2 separate regions of the Mus musculus genome follow, and region 2 is linked to region 1. A link is a contact called in public Hi-C data. All regions are on one chromosome and are shown on one strand. Each heading gives the region's core, a stretch centred on a gene start, on an enhancer-like site or on the middle of the called end of the contact. The rest is flanking DNA. Distances are from core to core; before and after follow the strand shown. Region 1 holds the start of 3930402G23Rik (RIKEN cDNA 3930402G23 gene). Region 2 has its middle 16 kb from the start of Gm15418.

Evidence for each region. A called contact is a pair of places that touch in the nucleus more often than the background predicts.
Region 2: a contact with region 1 is called in a Hi-C map of the N1E-115 cell line, with 5 times the contacts expected there. The contact joins the enhancer-like site here to the promoter of 3930402G23Rik in region 1. A contact is called at or near these places in 16 of 39 promoter capture datasets (the 3T3-L1 cell line, 3T3-L1-derived adipocytes, the C10 cell line and 10 more), 1 of 15 datasets of contacts at CTCF or cohesin (the NIH/3T3 cell line), 16 of 484 Hi-C or Micro-C datasets (the C2C12 cell line, the HL-1 cell line, the N1E-115 cell line and 11 more) and 13 of 115 datasets of contacts at active chromatin or transcription factors (T-cell acute lymphoblastic leukemia, bone marrow-derived macrophages, cardiomyocytes and 9 more).

What each region holds. Positions count from the first base shown.
Region 1 is chr8:10,927,186-10,929,885 of GRCm38.p6, forward strand. 3930402G23Rik (RIKEN cDNA 3930402G23 gene) reads right to left here and starts at 1,272. Exons shown (of 4, transcript NR_135302.1): 1 at 1,084-1,272; 2 at 835-923; 3 at 100-336.
Region 2 is chr8:11,170,393-11,173,093 of GRCm38.p6, forward strand. No RefSeq gene overlaps it. Among named protein-coding and RNA genes, the nearest start is that of Gm15418, 16 kb to the right of the region's middle. Within about 2 kb of position 1,324, at least 46 of the 459 cell types and tissues checked have an H3K27ac peak or open chromatin away from gene starts, as enhancers often do. A contact at or near this core is called in the HL-1 cell line, the N1E-115 cell line, muscle stem cells and 1 more, where this site is marked.

The sequences.
Region 1 (2,700 bases), core at 22-2,521:
ATTCTATGCAGGCTCCTGAAGCCCTACATCTGGGGGAAAGTGAGGTCGTGTTAGTTCCTCTGAGACTCCCAAGGGTCTAACTGCAACGTGTGGTAGTACCTTTGCCACCCAGGGAATCCACTGGGACTCACAGGACAGGCTGACTCTGCCTGTCCTCCACTTGGCTCCATGATACTGTGCTTTGACTGAGCCCATGGGAGGCCTCACTGGGAGGTGGCACTGGCTTAGTATTGCTCCTGCTATGTCCAAGTAGAATCCTTGCCTCCGCCATAAATTGTCAGTGGCATGGAGCCATTGGCTACTCAGTTCAGTTCCTTGGGTGACAGGACTGCAGCTCTATAGAGGGAGAACATAGATGTGTTCTCTCAACAAATAGTTGAAGCTAAAGATGGAGTCTTCTCACACTGAGTCCAAGAACTCACAGCCACACGCATAATCAGCCTCTCACTGGAACTGCCCAAGACCCAGATGCTCCCAAACCCTCAACAGTGAGCTCAGAAACTCATGAGCCAAAGACATAACCTGACAAAGCAGACCTGTGGCAGACACACAGTCCAGAGTGCTAGCCAAGCACACTCAAGCAGCAGGAGAGTGAACTCCAGGTGCAGCATAAACGAATAAGGGGTACTCAACAAAGCCACAAAAGGGATTGTGATCTATAGTTAGGCATTGTTACGTCAGGGCTGGCATGATCAAGGCCACCATCTTCCGTTTGATCGTTTGTTGTTTGTACTTCTGATTTTAAAAATGAAGGTACAAAAATATTACGCAGTCACAAACACACTGGCACAGGAGGCAAGCATGAATCACCCATAAGGGATCGAATCCACGTACCTTCACGTCCATGGGTGTGAAGCATCCTGGTGTTGGCTGGAGTAGATGGAACTGTGGGTGACTTCATGAATGCAGGGTTTCCTCCTGGCCTGATAAAAGGAAAACGTTCTGAAACTGAATTGCGGTGTCAACTACACAGCTCTGTGAACAGTCTGAAAACAGTCATGCCGGGTCCCACCACATCGAATGATTTACGTCTTAACAAAGGTAACAAAACCTATAGAGGGGCATCGAAGCAAGGACTCCCACCTGGCTTCTTCGTCACACTGTGCTCATGACCTCTATTCAGCGTCACCAGTAAGCCATGATCTCTTCTGGGGCAAAGGCCCCTGGGATTTGGATGGATGCCCAGGACTACAATCAAATGTTCTGGGGGGACCTGGTTCGACTCATTTCCTGGCTCACTCACACATTCCCCTTTGAGGTCTTATCCCAATGAAACAGCTCGTTCCGGTGGAGCCAGAGACTTCCAGAAGGCAGGGCCAACTTGGTCAACATCTCGGCAGCTTGAATCCCGTTGGCCTGGAAACGGTGCAAGTTTATCTATTTTGTAACCAAGCCCCGGCTCAATGAAATGTACTTTCCGCTGAGCTCCTCTCAGGGGCTTTGCCTTTCTCTGTCTATAGGGGAGGGATCGTTGCCAGGGGGATCTGGCTCTGTGGACAAGCTGATTTCCCAACCTGGGTAAGCTGGCTTTGCGTCCCAGGGTGTGCACGTCGGTCCGAGCCCTGATGACGGCAGAGCCCTCGGCTCTCGTCCCAGATGTCCACCTCCGTAAACAGTGCGGAAAAGCCCAAGCATCTCCTTGTTGCTTGGAAACCTAGGACAGACCTAGGGGGAGACAGTTTGATGGCCTAGTGAGTACCACCCTGAGTCTGTGATGAAAGCCTAAAGGAAAGGGGGGTGCCAGTAGACAATGGAGCCTCAGCTCTCCCCAAGCTCAGGCAGTCCCCTGGGCTGTTCTCAAGGCATCCAAGCTGCCCTGACAAGAAGGAGACAAAGCACTTCCCAGGACAGTGGGAACCCTGCCAGAAACTTCCAGCTCCCCGACATTCCCAGCCTTGCCTCTTGGGTCCTTTAAGACCTGTGAACTCACTCTGAAAGACAACTTTGGATCCCCTGGAACTGGGCTTACAAGGAGCAGTGAACCACCTGATGTGGGTTCTGGGAACTGAACCCCGATCATCTGTAAGAATAGCATCGTGTGCTTAACCTTCTAGCCACTGAGACTTCTCTCTAGACCCATCTCGGTCACTACTTTTAAAATGAAACCATTTTAGAAGTGTAAGACATATTACACTTTCCAGGAGTGAAGGATTGGGAGGGGGGTGTGTGTGATAGGGCTTGGTGTTGTCAGAACACCGGATAAGTGAACCCACACAGGAAAGAGAACCAAATACGAGGTACAGGTACCCACAGTGTGGCCCCTTTGCACAACCTGTGTACTATCTGTGTGCCATGGCTTTCCAAACCCTCCCCCTTGGGAGAAACTTGGCACAGGGTCGATTCGTGTTGTTCCTACAACTGCATATGAATCCAGGTATGCAATGGCCTTACATGTTTTAACTCTATTTGTTTTGTAAACAAACATGTTATGCTTTATAACTGCAGTGCTGTGCTGGTGAACAGTACACTACGTTACGAATTTGGTGTCTTAAGGCATCAATTAGTCACAATCAAGACACTGAGTAAAGTTAGAAGGATCCATCAAAGAGATTGACCAAAGTCAAGAGCCAAACACCATCTCAGTGGGTGAGATGGGGGCTAAGGACAGAGGATCCACCCAGACATGTTTGACAAGTTGACACTAGGTACTCTGATTCTTAGGTGAAAGTTAAGATGGAGTCTCCACAAGATCTCCATCAT
Region 2 (2,701 bases), core at 74-2,573, 240 kb after region 1:
CACACACCACACACTTCATATATACAGTAGTAATAAATAACATGTTTTTCTTTGGCAGCACACTGAAGTATCTTTCAGCTTGTGAGGTCAGTTTCTCCCAACCGTGAGCAAGCTCTGTTCTCTGCACTGCTTTACAGTTTGGTTTACAGTTTGTTTGTTTTGTTTTGTTTTGTTTTCTTTTTCTTTTTCCAGTGGAGCGCAGTCATCTCTGCAGGGCTGGAAACATAACCACCGATTTGCTCTTTTTAACTTGGAGAACAGAGACTCCTGTGTGTGAATCTCTGTACATAGTTCATGTAACCATTGTTCTGTGGGTAGACCTGTTCTTCCATGTTCTGTGAACCCATGGCTGGATCTTTGCATGCTACGTGTCCTGGAATAAATACCTGGAAAAGGATAACCAGAAAGACAAGGCTGCTCTCAGCCCCTCACACTTGGGAGGGATAGGACACATTTTCAGTAATGCTCAAGTAAGCCACATACTGTCACACTATGAGCTGTGACACGACCCCTCAGGGGAATATCTTGCTTAAAGCTGGTATCTGGGTCCCTCCCAGACTGCTAACTCAGTGGCTCCAGGCTGGCCCCGATGTATCTCTGACCAGATGCTGCGGGTTGGGCTGCCACATTTGGGGAATACTTCAGTCAGACGGTAGCAATGCCTTCAGAGAGCAGGTAACAGCCTGACCTCTGGAGCTGCAAGGAACTGGGGCTTGGGGGTCAGGTCACCTGGCCTACCCTTGCCAAGTAAATAAGAAGATAAGCCCCTCAAGAGGAGTTTCCCAGACCATCACCCACTGGAAACCCTTCCTCAAGTTGTTGACACTCATTTGTCCTCCTCAGAGAATGACCCAGTGCCTCAGAGCCTCCCACGCCCTTTCAGCATGTCCCCCATTCCTGGTCCAGCCTACCTTTTTCATGGTGCCTAAGACATGACAGCTGCTGCCATCCCTAAAGTCTCAGCCCTCCAATACACGTCATTTTAATATAATCTTGCCCAATGATATGAAGAAGATATGAATGGGAAGTCCACAGAGGACCCCTGAACCTGTGAACTTGGTGCCTTGATGTTATCAGTCAGGCCGGCCAAGTGTCCCTGTGCAATCAGCCCCTGCTGCAATCTGGGGTATCTCTGTCTTAGATGTGATATTTTAAACTATAGGACAGGATCCCCAGGGTAGGAAGGATATGCAATATTGTCCACCCTCTCATAACTAGGAGCCGAAAGAATACAAAATGCCATGCACTCTCCTCGGGACACAGTCTGTGTGGCATTTACTCTCAGGACGCCGGCCAAGAGCGGCTGGCAGCAGCAGATCCAGAGTAACAGAGTGTGGACGTCTCCCTCATGTGACACAGGAGCCAAAGGTCTGAGTCATCTGAGCTCCAGGCCCATATCCAGGCTTGGGGAACGCTCTCTGCTCCTTTTTTAAGATCTAACCTTTCAGTCCTTGAGGTTCTTTGCTTGGTCTCCTCACTTAGCAAGCAGTGCACCCATCCACTAGAAGTCACACAGCTGCACAAATCTCCAGGGACTGAGGCGCACAGGGTCTCCTTTATCCTGGAAAATAGACATGTCTTAACTCTCTGTTTCTCAGGAACAGGTGAAGCTTGGAACAAGTCTAGTTAGCCAACAGTAGGATATCATTCCAGGGGTCTTTCTAACTAGGTGGAGCCTCACAGTCATGACCATAGTTCAGAGGTGCAGGGAGTGAGGTTCAAAACCATCTTTGGTGGCTTTTCTGGGGACTCTGAAAAATTCCCAGGGACCCAGGCCTTTCTGCTGCTTGGCTGCATTGTCTTGCATTCTGCATGGCTGCGGGCGTGTAAGGCCCAATAAGGAGCAACTAAGATTCTTGCTGTGTGGTGAGCAGCAATGGTGAGAGTCTGTGAGGATCTGTGGGCTGGGATGGCTGTGGATACAGAAGACAGGTCCTCCTCAGGTTCAAGGGGGCAAATAACAGGCCTAAGGCAGGGTGAACTCACTTGCTAACATGGAGAGTGACAGAGCTGGGATTCCTGGCTCACTCCGTCTTCTGAGCTACTTTAAAGTTCTGGGATGATTTGTCAAGAGGAGAGACGGCTCCTGGTTGGAACCGTGGAATCAACTGCAGAACATCTGGTCTGTGAGAGAATGGTGGGTCCTGCCCAAACCCATCTTCAGAGTCGTTCTATATCCTAGAAGGAATATAGAGTCTGAGGGCCTGTGCTGAGCAGACCCTAAAGTAGGGCACACAGGCCTGAGCAGTAAATTGAAGCAGAGGCAAGGTGAGCTTCCAATAAGCTTGGGAAGAGCAGAAGATGGCGGGAGGGTAGTCCTGCCTGAGGTTTATGTCTTTACAGCTGTTGTTTATTGAGAGGAAACTGAACAGTGTTTAGTAAATAGTCTTAGGGAGCACAAAACCCTCACAGCCTTGCAAAGGAAGCATTGCTGGGTGAATTACACCACCAAAACGGCATGGTCAAGTCGACAGCAGTTCAGATGTCACCTCACAAGGACATCCGTCTCTGCAGCTATGACAACTTAGAACAAAACGAGATTTTGATGGCCTAGCCAGAACCCTGATCCATCTAAAGAGAGAGTGGGGTGGGCACACACAGAGAAGAAGTGACATGGACCATGGGGCTAGGACCAGGGTACCACAACTGGATCCACAAATGCTAGAAGCAGGAGCTGCCTTCCTTAGAACTGCAGCATGAC